Linked DNA regions of Gossypium hirsutum: region 2 is linked to region 1. Evidence: chromatin contacts called from public Hi-C data. All regions are on one chromosome and are shown on one strand. The core of a region is the stretch at or near the end of the contact, and the rest is flanking DNA. Distances in the headings are between cores, read along the strand shown. Region 1 has its middle 9.7 kb from the start of LOC107943015. Region 2 holds the start of LOC107945943 (AT-rich interactive domain-containing protein 1).

The links. Hi-C and Micro-C count contacts between places; a contact is called where the count stands out from the background.
Region 2: a Hi-C map of leaf shows a contact between it and region 1, with 2.5 times the contacts expected there. The contact joins the promoter of LOC107945943 here to the enhancer-like site in region 1. A contact is called at or near these places in 8 of 34 Hi-C or Micro-C datasets (anther, callus, leaf and 2 more).

The regions. Positions count from the first base shown.
Region 1 is chrD12:40,220,621-40,227,604 of Gossypium_hirsutum_v2.1, reverse strand. No RefSeq gene overlaps it. Among protein-coding and RNA genes, the nearest start is that of LOC107943015, 9.7 kb to the right of the region's middle. Within about 2 kb of position 4,269, at least 1 of the 9 cell types and tissues checked has an H3K27ac peak or open chromatin away from gene starts, as enhancers often do. A contact at or near this core is called in leaf, where this site is marked.
Region 2 is chrD12:40,297,342-40,304,351 of Gossypium_hirsutum_v2.1, reverse strand. LOC107945943 (AT-rich interactive domain-containing protein 1) reads right to left here and starts at 3,813. Exons shown (of 3, transcript XM_041107994.1): 1 at 3,806-3,813; 2 at 2,688-3,711. The coding sequence starts at 3,813.

The DNA.
Region 1 (6,984 bases), core at 3,020-5,519:
CACGATCGTGTGACATATGCACACACGGGCACAACCTTTCACACAACTGTGTGACCCCTATTTTATGTTTGCCCTATTTTGTTGCAAAAGTTTTAATTTGGTCCTCATTTAATCCCCAAAGCTGTTTTAGGGATTTTGAAAGCTCAATTGGGACTCGAATTAGTTTGTTAATCATGTTTTGCACAGATTATGAAATGAGAAATTGATTTTTAAGTCGAAATTGCATGTGATGATCTCTTTTTTCTGTGGTAGCATCCCGTAGCTCGGGTCCGGTGATCGGACCGGGTAAGGAGTGTTACATATGAAATAAATTATCTTGTTAAAAAAGAAATATTCAAATTATTATAATTAACTTTAATCCAACAAAATCTAAAATAACATACAATATTACATTAATAAGATTAGTATTACAAAATAAATATTTTTTCAAAAATCAAGATTTACTACTATCAAACAAAATAATTATATTTAGTTTTTATTTTTATTTTTGTTAATATACCGAGAATGTTTACAATATAAATTTTAAGGGTTAGTATTTTGTACACCAATAATATATATTTTTTATTCCATGATCAGTCTTAAAAAATTGTCACGTCTCTCCTCCTTTTTTGCATGTTTATTTTTTAAAATATTTTACTATACTTTTATTAGATACTTGTCACTACCCTAATTCTATTTGTGAAATTTAAAAACTTCACTAATAGTATAGTAAATATTTTCTCAAATTTTAATATTATAAATTGTATTTATTTTTTATGTTACTATGGTTGGACTCCTAATCACTGAAAGCAAGAGTCCAATTATCTACCAATAAATTACAAGCCATTTAACATATATTACATAAATAATTCCTAATCTACCAAAACCCAAAACACTCTACTGCATTTTCCACGACCACATGACCACGCCAACCAACAAGCTACCGTCATCCGATGTCCACCAGGCCACCACCATCGTTCGTTGGTCACCATTGTAGCAAATCTGTCCTCCACAACTCCACAATCATTGTCTTTCTCTTCCACTTGACACCCCAACTCGACTTACGTTTGACTTCAACTCTCTTTTACTGGACAACCCTTAAGTCTGATAGTTCTAAGTTCTAACACACCATCATCATAGTTGGATATCATATTCTCATAAATGTTTATTTATTTTTAATATAATTTTATCTTGCATTTAAAACGAAAACGAGAAAAAACATAAAAAAATAGTAAAAATTAATTAATTGAACTGATAAAATGTCAATCAATTTTATTTCAATTAATTTCATGAATTGATCCAATCTGATTTTTTATTCATTGATAAAAAAATAATAAATGTGTTAAAATTGGCAACCCAAATGTTTGGGCTTGAAAAAGCATACCTTTGCTCACCCCTTACTAGGCCAAGCTTGTTAGCTGGATTAACCCACTGCAGGTTTGTGTGAAATGGACAAACAACATAGGACATGATTTGATTCAATTAATATTAATGATTATGGGTGTAAAGTAGATAACTTTGTTCAAAAGTTATTTAAAAAATATTTATATTATATTATTTTAATATTTAGTATTTTGTTTTCATTTATTAAAAATTTGATATGAGTTTTTTTATTGTCTAATAATAAATTTAGTTCTCTAATATTTAAATATTCTATCAATTTGATTCTAAACTTAAAAAGTTAACAAATCTTATCAACAAACAACTAGACTCTCTCTCACTCTCGACAATACACACCCACGGCCCTCTCATCAACCACTATACGCTATGCATTACCATCTTCAACTCAACCTCACCATCATCATTTTCTCTTCTCTCAAAACCCGATAAAAACAAAAGCTTTCATTATCTGACCACCTTTCTTTCGACCCAAAACCAATAGCCAAAAGTTGTTGAAACAAGCACAAGCATCACTAACTCACCATTTCCCCATTTGCCCAATGTTATCACCACCATTTTCCCCTTTAACTCTTACGCACCACTCTTACCAACCATCTACTTGAGACCCGCTATGCACCAAGACTCACTTATTTCTCACCATCTAGCTTTTGACCCTTAACCCAAAATCAACCCAAAATTTTAACGCCCCAAAACCCGGTCTAGAAGTTTATACTGGATCTCGGAGGTCACATTGATCATCGAAGCTATCGTAGAAAAACTTTACCAAACGTGCTATCCAAAAGTCTAGTTACAAACACACTGTGCCAAATTCAAATAAAACGTTCAATCATTTAAAAATTCAAACGGATACTTTAGGTTATGTTTAAAATATTTGAGAACACAAATCCGCAGTCTCTGAAATTCAGTCCAAAATAAAATTTTTGAAAACCCAAAACAAAACTCATACCACAGTTTTTATAATTGTTTACGATAAAAAATGGCTTAACAAAAATAAGAACTGAGAAAAGAATCGATTAGCTCATTTCAAAATATGTCACTTCAAGACCTCTGGTATACCGAGTCCAGCTTCAGTTATGAGAGTACCTGAAAGGGAAAACTAATGGGGTGAGCTACATGAGCTCAGTGTGAGTCCGAAACTAAACGTAAGAAGCAAAAGACGAAGAAATAAACCAGAATGCTCTAAAACATTATCCGAACAACCAATCAGAAATACAAAATATGAATACAAAATTAACAAGCCGCGTATACCAAATTTCAATCACACACAATACTTAACCACACAAGACTAAGTACTTTAGTGGATACAAACCAGTACATGCACCCCAACATTCAGACAAACAACATGTAAACAGATGCAAATGGTATGTAACAAGTCAGAAAATAATCCCACCCATCCAACCAAACACCTCTCCGTCCCCTGTTCACACCATGAATGAGCTGTAAGAAGCTCAACCAACCATGCACACCACATAGGACCTCGAAAGGCCCATCCAACCTTACACACCACGTATGTAGACTAGGCCGCTCAGATGATAATATGCAGCAGAACTGACATATATGTAGTACAGTGCGGTAAACCGCAGTACTGATGAGTTGCAATTAAAACTGTCAAAATAGAACAAATCAGACTTCTTTCTCTTCGCAACCAAACCCAAAAATTTAATGCAAATGCAAAAAAGCACACCATTTGAAGACAAATATACAGAAACATGATACAGAATCAGAAATTTTATGCGAATGCTTGTATGCAAATAGATTATTAACTAACTTACAGAAACAATACACACAACTTGCGAATATTTATACTTCAGTCAAATAGAATCAGAAATGCACATAAAGAAATGACCAAATTCACAATCAGAGGTCACAGTACCTAACTACTAGGTAACATCACTTAGGCAAGTCATTAAGTTAGTGCTATGCTAACAATTAACACGTAAATTCGAGCCAAACGGAGTCTCGGCTACTCTTGCTAAGGCCTAGCCAAAGGTCGAAACACACAGGAATACGAAATAGTCACAATCCGACTCGGAATAAAAATTTGCGAAAATAGGGCCACACGGCCGTGTGCCCGGCCATGTGGAAATGCATAAGTCGTGTGGGGTCAACACATCCATATGAAGGAGACACACGCCCGTGTGAAAGGAAGCACATGGCTGTGTGACTATGACACACGCTTGTATGACCCAGGAGCATGGCCGTGCAGACAGCCCGTGTAACTCTTTGTCCATTTGTGCTAAAATAAAGTGCAGGGCAGACACGACTGTGTGGAAGCCTCACACGCCTGTGTGCCCACGAGACACGACCGTGTGTCCAGAACACACGCCCGTGTGAAAATTGACTAAAATCCTCAAATCAGTCACATGGCCATACCAAAATTTGCCCCAAAACCCTAATTCTCAAATACACACGATCGTGTGGGCACATGTGTAGTCATGAAACCAGCTCGAAATAGACTGCAAATTGTAAATTTCATCCCCAAACACTTCTTAACCTCAAATAATTCAGAAACATACTATAGTAAACTAAATTTGATGCAATCTAATATCGAAACAACGTTATGACTGCACCATTATCGAAACACACGAATTTGCCAAATCTCACCGCCTTTCGACACCAAATTAAACAATTCACAAATAAAATCGAAGAGTTCTGCACCCACACCTAATTTCGTGATCAAAGCACCACATCTTTGATCTGGAACTCAATTACCCACCTCCCGAGACCGTATTGAAGGAAATAGTAAAATCTCACCAAACAAAAAAACAAAAAAAAAATTGGAACCAAAGAAAATGGAAAAATCTCACGTGAGGAAGAGGGAGAGAAGAAACTGACAAGAAAATGGGAGAGAGGAACGTGAGAAAATCACTAAATGCCTATCACATCAACCCTTTCGTCCATAAGAAGCATTAAATGCCATTGGATCATCATAGTCTGCTTCTTCGTCAGCATGGTCTCCATTATCGTCACCATAAACCATTTGAGAATGTTGCATGATATTTCTTCTGGATTAAGTCGTTCTCTTGAGACGATATGTAAATTCTCTCGATGATAATAACTGATGCAAAGAAGTTTTATTACATATCGTCTTCCCAAAAAACTACACAAGTTAAAAGATAAAAATTATAAATTGTCACTTTTTTCACTTAAATAATTAGAATTTTCAAAAATAAAATCAGAAAAGACCTTTAAAATAATTATAGTAATTAAGAAAGAAATTATGTTCTCTCTAAAATAAGGAATGCTTTGACAGTGAAATAGCTTTGTTATTTATAGTGTAGGATTAAGAAATATTATTATCGATTGAGTCTTAACTTGGTTTGCATTGGTATTAATGTCTATATAAGAGAATGTGGATTCGAGAGCGAGCGCACTGAAGCGCATTTATCCTCCTATTGAAGGGTTGAAGAAAGACTATGGGTAATTTTAGGTATTTTTATAATAAAAAACTATTTCTAAATATAATGAAATTTAAGGAGCTATATTTAGATTTTAGAGAAGCCATTTCATCACTTATTTGAAAGCTAAACAAACAAAAAGGGTGCACACATATTTCTTTAATAATCTTTACTAATCTTTTTACAAATTTTAATAATTTTTCAAATTTTTTTTATAATTATTTGGTATTTTTAATATTTTTTAAAATTTCTAATAATTTATTATATTTTATAATTTTTATAATATTTATAATATTTTTCGGCAAAATTTTTTAGTATTTTTCATTTTAAAAGATTTTTTGAACTTTTTTTGATTAATGATGTCATAGTATAACATAGGGCAATTTATGGGGAAAATTACCAAAAAAAGTCCTATTTTTTAAAAATTTACCGAAATGGGCCCGGTATTTTATTATTTACCGGAATGGGCCATTTTTCCCGAAATTGCGTCCACGTCAGCGCGATGTTAGGGGACGTGTCAGAACATCGCGTCCATGTCAGCGCGCTTTGCTTACGTGGACACAAATCGCGCCTACGATGACGCGATTTGCTGACGTGGATGAACAGTTTATGTTTTTTAGCTTGGAAAACTTTGAAAAGCCATAACTTTTGGCTCGGTTGTCCGATTGAGACGATTTTTTTTATTTCGAATAACTTTTCGAGATCTACGCGCTGACAAACAGTCGAAGGCGGTTTGCCACAGTTTTCGTCGAAAAAGATCCTTTTTTGCCCCTAAATTTTGATTTTTTCGGTTTAAAATTGAATTTTGAAATATTCAGATCATTATTTTCCTTATTTATTTGAAGTAAACACCGGATTTTTTTTACAGAATTGTTGTATTATTTTTTCTGATTTGACACGTGTATGGAATAGGTCTGATAAATCGTTAGAACGTAAGTAATATAATTAAGATAATAACAGTATTTCTATAATATGTCAATTAATTAGTTTGGCTTAGTTGGTTAAGATGCTTGCTCTTTTCCCTTAGTATCTTGTTGGAAACAATTTTGAATCTTTTTTGTACTTGTTGCTATTGCTGTAATATTGAAGAGTTAATTGATTAAAACAATAAATACAAGTACAAAAAGATTCAAAAATTATTTTTTCAAAATACCGAAAAAGTCCTATTTTTTAAAATTTATCGAAATGGGCCCGGTATTTTATTTTTTTGACCGTTGGGTACTGTTCACGCGAGGGCCGAAATTGCGTCCACATCAGCATCTCGCACTGACGTGGACGCTATTTCCTGACGCGTACCCTGACATCAGGCTGATGTGGACGCGATTTCCCGGAAAAAGGACCATTCCGGTAAATAATTAAAAAATGGGCCCATTTCGGTAATTTTTGAAAAAAAGGGCTTTTATTGGTAAATTGCTCCAATTTATATTAGTTGAATATTCCAACTATTTTTTAACATTCAAAAGGACTAAACTAAAATTTTTTGATAATATTAGGGATTGAAGTGGGCTCAAAAAACTTTAAAGACCAAAGTGAGAAAAACAGTATACTTTAGGGACTAAAATGTGCATTAAACCAAAATAAAATTAAAACGGGTCTGATATGCAATTCATTGGAAAAGTAGGGGTCAAAGTCTAATATCAAAACCTTACCCAAACAACTGGCGGTAGGTCCCACAAATTCTTTTTGGCGGTTTTTTTATTTATTAAGTTTGACTGTTTACCTCGTTTAACTTTTGGTTTCGTACAAAGATTCACCAATAATTAATAACTCATCATTTTTTTTAAAGGAAATACATGGCAATTGTATTAAGAGTTAAATTATATTTTATTTTTTATTTAAGAAATAAATAAATTAGTTCTTTATGTTATATCAAAGAGCAAATCAATCTTTTTTGTTAAAATTTTTATTTATTTGTATTGTTAAAAATTGATGTGATTGATGAAATAATCAGATAATGACACATAACGTGTCATATGTACCTCATACTAATGTACAAAGACCAATTTTTAATAGTAAAAATTGACAGAATTTTTAATAAAATGACTAATTTGATCTTCAATCTAACGTGTAGTGATTAATTTATTTATTTTTTAAGTAGAGGAGGTAGAATACAATTCTATTTTTAGTATAAGGGTCTCCATAGTACTTTTATTATTATTTTTAAAAATATTTATACAGAAATTATAGAAAAAAATCCAGTGTTTAG
Region 2 (7,010 bases), core at 2,564-5,063, 77 kb before region 1:
TACGATCAATTCTATCACACACGTATGCATGTAAAAGTTACGTATTTAAAATAAAGGGTGTGTTTAAAAATAACATACAATAACGTATGATTTGAAACTAATTAATAATAACACATGCAATATGTAAAATATTAGAATGAAAAAGTTAGATTAAATTAGGAATAAAATAAAATTTAAACACATGTTTTACGATATCTTAAAAGAACTTAATAATCTTTTAGAAAGAAACTTCATCCTAAAAATTTTACTATTTTTAAAAATAATTATCCACTTCCATGAAAACAATTTCACTCAAAATAAATAAAACCATCAATAATTTAAAAACTTACAAGTATATTAGAAATTCTATCACACAAGTAAGCATGTGAAAACAACAAATTTAGAATACAATGGTTTGTTTAAAAATAACATACAATAAATAATGTAATATATACTATATTAAAATGGAAAAATTAAATTGTGAGTAGAACGAAATTTAAACATATAAAAACATTAAATTAAGAATATTTTATACAATATCTTAAAAGAACTTAATAACCTTTTAGAAAAAACTTCATCCTAAAAATTTTACTATTTTTAAAATAACCATCCACTCCCATAAAAACAATTTCACTCAAAATAAATAAATAAAATTAGGGGTGAACATTCGATCGAATCGAGTGAAAAAATTTCAAATTAATCGAGTTGACGATCATCCTAAATCGATTTGAAATTTTTCGAATCGAGTCGAGTGAAATTGTTCAAGTTAAATTTAAAAAAAAAACGATTTCAGTATAACTAATTTCATGTTAGAGCATATAAATTTAAAACCATATATTTTTGAAAACCTTTTTAAAGCAAAATAATAAAAAAAAATACTATGATAAAGTTGAACTATTAATTAATTTATTTAGATCCCAAAATTATTATTTTAGAAAATTTTTAATTTTTTAACTTCATATATTTTTTAGAATTTATTTTGAAATTTTTATAAATATTTTGAATTTTAAAAATCATTTTAAATTTTTGAAAATTATTTTGAATTATTTTATAATTTTTGTTGAGAGAAACCAATATGCTCATTTTTAAACTTGACAGAGACCAAAAAGGTATTTATACCAATCTATTATTCGAATTGTAAAATTCAACTCGATTCAAACTCGAAACTCGAATTACTTATTCGAATTGACTCGAATAATTCGAATAATACAAAATTTAAAAAAAAATCAACTTTTTTGAATTAGATCGAGTTTTGCTCAACCCTAAATAAAACCATAAATAATTTAACAAAGTTACATGAAAATTTATAATTTTTATTTTTTACAAAATATGTATGAAGCATAAGAATTTTTTTGTTGAAGCATAAGAATTTTTTTGTCACCCATATAGTGAAGCAAGTTAATCTAGCATAGATAACATAGGTAAAAATATTTTAATTATAAATTAATGGTCATTTTCTTTCTCATTTCACCGCAACCACTATGTTTGCATCCATACAACAAAGTTCATTATTGATTTTAATCCATACAACAAAGTTCATTATTGATTTTATTCTCTCTACTACAAGGCTCGCCACTATTTTTAATTACACCGCGCATTCAAGTAGAGAGACAAAATGAGACTAAATGAAAAGTGAACAAAACTCGATTCGATTTGAACAAATCAAAAAATAAATTCGAATTTCGAGTTAATTGAATTGAGTTATTCAAATTAATTGAGTTGAATTTTACAATTCAAATAAATCGAATAATTCAAATAACAGATTGATGTAAATATCTTTTTGTCCTTGTCAAGTTTGAAAATGAGCAAATTGATAGAAATAAGACTAATCAAAAAAATGAGCAAATTTAACATGTTTAATTTTTTAATTTAACTCAAACAATTTCATTCGACTCAATTCAAAAAAAATTCAAATCGAGTTAGGATGATAAAATAGGACTAATCAACTCGATTAACTCAAAAAATTTTCACTTAATTCTATCAAATGCTCACCCCTGAATGAATGTGATGAAATATGACTCACAGAAACAACCTAAATCTAAGGACATACAGAGTGATGAATAGATATGTTTAGAACAATCATGTTAAAAGTAACACAGAGGCCCCTTACTAAGAGTCAAATTAAATTTTGCACTATTTATTAAAAAAATGAATAAATTAATCTTTAAACGTTAGAATAAAAGGCAAACTGATCATTTCTATTAAAATTTCATCAATTCTTACAGTTAAAAATTGGTGAAACAGTTACACGTGACGTGCCACCTGCATTTCATGTTGACGTACATGAACCAATTTTTAAAAGTAGAAATAAAAGAAATTTTTAATAGAACCAGTTTGCTATTTAATCTAAGTTACATGGACTAATTTACTCATTAGTAGATGTGCAAAATACAATCTGACTCATAATATAAGGGCCTCTCAGTACTTTTATCAACAATGGCTAATTTTGCTACTTTCCTTTTCTAGCACCAAGATGGATGGCATGCAGCTGATCTTATTAATCACAAGGAAGTAAAAATGAATAATGGAGCATTTTCAAGCAAACTACCACCACAGCATTCAATGAAATTGAAATTTAAGAATGATATAAATTATTCTAAGATCAATTAACAAAATAAACAATAAAAGGAACAGGTGATAAGTAAATTAACATCTAGCTTGAATTAATGAATAAAATGCAGGCAAGCTTAGAAAAGGGTGATACGTACCTGCAAATTGGACTGGCCAGCACTTGAACTATCATCCTTTCTGCCAAAGGCAGCTTCCCGAAACAATAAAACCTGCTTCCAAAGTTCTTCACTCCCATAAGCCGTCCATTTTGAACTCTCTGGTAATGAACCAACCACCAAAGCACAAGGATCCTTTGCAACCTCGTTAACCCAATTAAGCATTTCCCATGTAGAATCCCGTTTTCTCTTATGAGATGAAAAGTTTTCCTTAATGCTGTTTGAATCTAATATCATAACATCATCGTCATCAACAATATCCGTGTATTGCTTACATTCAACACAATCCTCATCCTCGTTACACATTGAGTTGGTTGCACTTTTCGCCATATCGGAAGGCATATCATCTACATCGATTAAAATGAACCTCTTTTCACACTCCGAATCAACCACTGTACTCTTTAGATCATCATCATTCTGCAAATTTTCAACCAACGTACTCTTGAGATCATCATCATTCTGCAAATTTTCAACTTCCTCATAACGTAAAACCCTCTTTGTCAAATCGATACGCATAGATTCCTCCCCTTTTACACATTTATCTCCTCCATCTGACCCTGCCACTATACTCTCCTCAACTTGTGAATATTCCATAACTTTCTTCTTCGATTCCAACAAAAACCCTTTAAGCTCAGCTCCCAACTCCATCAAATGACCACTACAATTCGATTCAATCTTCGAGTCTTCACTTTGAAAAAATTGTTCCAACCATCTCTCTAATGAAACTAAGTACTTAACATAAACTAACTTAAGCGATGAAGCCACATTTAAATCAAACCCAGATTCTTTAGCAACCAAATCCCATAACCCACTGTTTGAAACAGCATTGTACCCACCATTCTCACTTACAACCAAGAAAAGCTTAAACAAATCCACAGGTTGCCCATCTGCAAGCAATGGAGGAAGAGGCCGATAGCAACCTTGGGCACAAACCTCTTTTAAAAACAACCCAAGAAACTTGTTAAACCAGAACCTAATCTTATCAGGTTCAGATTTCAAAACAATCCTTCAGAAAAGGGATCGAGATCGACCAAAGCTGGCTCGAGTTTTTCTAGGGTTTTAGCGCAATCTAGTGAAGACCATCAGCTCTCATAGACCACCCTGCCATGGATTTCGAATTCAAAACCTAAAAACAAATAATTCTTTGTATATTTGTATAATCATTCATTCTTTCACCAAAAACGCAAAATAAATAAAATTTTGGGGGACCAAAACGAAATAAAAACAAACTTAAAAAAAAAACTCACAACTGAAATATTTAGATTTTAAATACCAACTAAACATCTGGGGTCTTGCATGCTATCAATTTTTTGGCGGAAAAAAATGAAAATTAATCATCTAGGGTTTTGATTTGTGAATTTTGGTTTGTCCCGCGCTTTCTCTCACTTTCTCTTAATTGCAGATGGAGCGAAAAGAGGAAAAAAGGATTTAGAACTTTTCTTCAGGGGCTAAATTACAAGGTTTTACAGATACAAACCCTTGAATAGAAAATCCAAGATTCTCAAACAATTTTGAATTTATCTTATAAAAATTTAGACTAATTAAACAAAAAATTTCAAAAATAAAGAGAGAAAATTGAAAAATAAACATACCAGTATTATATTTTTTCCTTTTGGCCCCTTTGGGGTGTGAAAATAAGCAAGGATTTTCGATAGCCCCTCCCTTTAGACTCCCTTTGCCTTTGGGGTTTTTTTTCTTTTTCACCCCTCAAATTCTCTCTTTTGCTACTTTTTTTCTACCCTTTTCTTTTTAGGGTTTTTTATTAAGCCCCTCTCTTTTTGCTATTTTTCTTCTCTCTCTTTGGGTTTGTTTTTTTCAAATCTTTAAAGAAAAAAAACTCTTTGGGGGTGAATAATGAATGTGTTAAATATATATATAGGAGAGAAAAAAAGTATGGGCAAGTTTTTGAGTAGGGTTTCAAACAGTCCCCCACCCCCAAACCCTTTATTTTATACTAGCTATTTGTCATGATTGGTTAACCTTTGGTTAATTAATAACCATGGGTTGAGGGGATAGTTTGGTAATTTAAAATCTCAAGAATAATAAAAGTTTTTGAGGAAATAAAGTTTGAGAAATTTTCAAATACTTTTTTATAAGTTTTTTAAATCTCACAAGTGGGTAACAATTCGTATCTTTTAAAGTATAGTAAAAATAAAACTCGTTAATATTTGAGAAGCATCGTGATTCGAACCTCGTTAGAAGTCTTAGTTAGTGATAGATCTGAAACCATCGGCTTTCTTTAAAATATAATCTAACTATTAGATTGTTTTTATTAGTTTTCTTTAAAGCTTTTTCTCATTAATAGTCTTATTTGGTGAGAGATTCAAAATCAACACAATTAATTCTCTTTAGATCTTGAGTTGAAGCAACCTTCTTTCCTTATAAATATTTTTGTGAATATTTTAACTAATGAAAATTTATACATGAAATCTTTTTTCTTAGATATTTATAAATTTGTGATACAAATTCTGTTAGTGATTTATGGGGAGAGATTCACTTATACAAGTTTTACACCATTCCGTAACTTTTATATGAGTAATATTTTAACAATCTAACCGTTAAATTTATTAATATAATAGTACTTGTCATGCATATAAGTTTTTGAGCCAATCAGATATCTTTATCATATTGATCTAAAATATTGTCTATATTAATATACATTCTGTTGTTTTTTTTTATTTTTTTATTTATGAATTTGAAATAATTTGTGTTTATACAAATTTAAAAAAAATTTAAACTAGATATTTGTTATTTAGTTTTAAAATTGGATATACATATTTATCCTTATCTTCATGATTTTATTTATATACCCATATAAAAAAATATCAAACACAGAAGAGATTTTTTTTCTTAATATTCCCATTATAGGGTCCGATCATATATGTTTCTTTTGACACAATACTTAGAACTAACTATAGCTCATCCTCAATCCATAAATAGGAGGATAATGCGCTTCAACATACTCGAACCCATATCCTCTTGCATTGACAATAATATTCATATTAATCGAGTTAAAATTCAATCTGCAACACAAAAGAATTTTTAAATTAAGGTGTTTGATGAAATGTTTAAAAAATTTGAATTGAATTTTTTTAATATTTAATTTTTTAAAATGTTTTGATAATTATATTAGATTATATATATAATAGAATAAGATATATATAAACACTAAAATTATAATAACAGGCATCTATTTTTTTATTTAATTTTATAATTTTTTAAAGGTAAATTTTATAATTTTTCATTTATGTTTCAAAAAGCACATTTACATTTAAAAAAAATTAAAAGCAATCTTGAAAATTTTAATAGATAATAATTTTAAATATTAAGTTGTAATTTTAATTAGACTTGTCCATATGCCAGGCCGGACTCGAGAGGTGAGAGGATTTGGATAAAAATATAGACCAAAAAAATGAGTTTTGACAACAAAATAAGACCTATTTTCAGGTAAGCTTTTTTTGGCCCGAGCCCAACTAGGCCTAACCTGAATTTGCAAAAAAAAAAAACCGTTGTTGTTTTTTATTATTTTACCATTTTTTTATTGTTTTGCTATCATTTCGCTATTATATTGCTATTATTTTGTTGATATTATTTGGATATTATATAACTCTTGTTTTATTAGTGTTATTTAAACATATTTTTTTAATATTTTTTCAATTTGTTGAGAAACATTTATTTTAATGTATTTAGTGCATTTGATATATTATATCTTTTAAGTTTATTTTTATATAAAAAATTTTAATACGGGCGGGTCGGGCTCAAGTTTTAGCATTTTTATTTGGGACAAGCTTGAGCAAAATTTTAAACCCATATTTCAGGTTGGGTCGAGCCTAGGCTTAGAAAACAAACCTAAATTTTTTACTTGACCAACCCAATCCATGAACAAGTCTAATTTTAATTAGATAGTTGAAAATTTTAAAATTTAGATAAATATTTAATAAAATAAAAATTAATTAGATGATTTACCAATTTGATTTAACTTGAATATTTATTTATATCTTATCCATAAAATTATTTTTAAAATTTAGTTAAATATTTAATTAAATAATAAAGATAATTTGAATAAAACTATTTTAGCTATTTTTATATAAACTTATTTTAACATTAATTATCTTTTTACTTTCAATAATCATAAATCTATTAAAATTATAATTTTAAAATTAAATAATAATTATCTTTAAATTTTAATTACCTATCAATAACTCTATAAATACGGTTGTAAAAACTTTCATTTTTGAAAGTTGCTCTTGTTTTTTCTCTTATAGCCTTCAAGAAAAAAAAAAGCTTGTGTTAGCTTTTAAATGT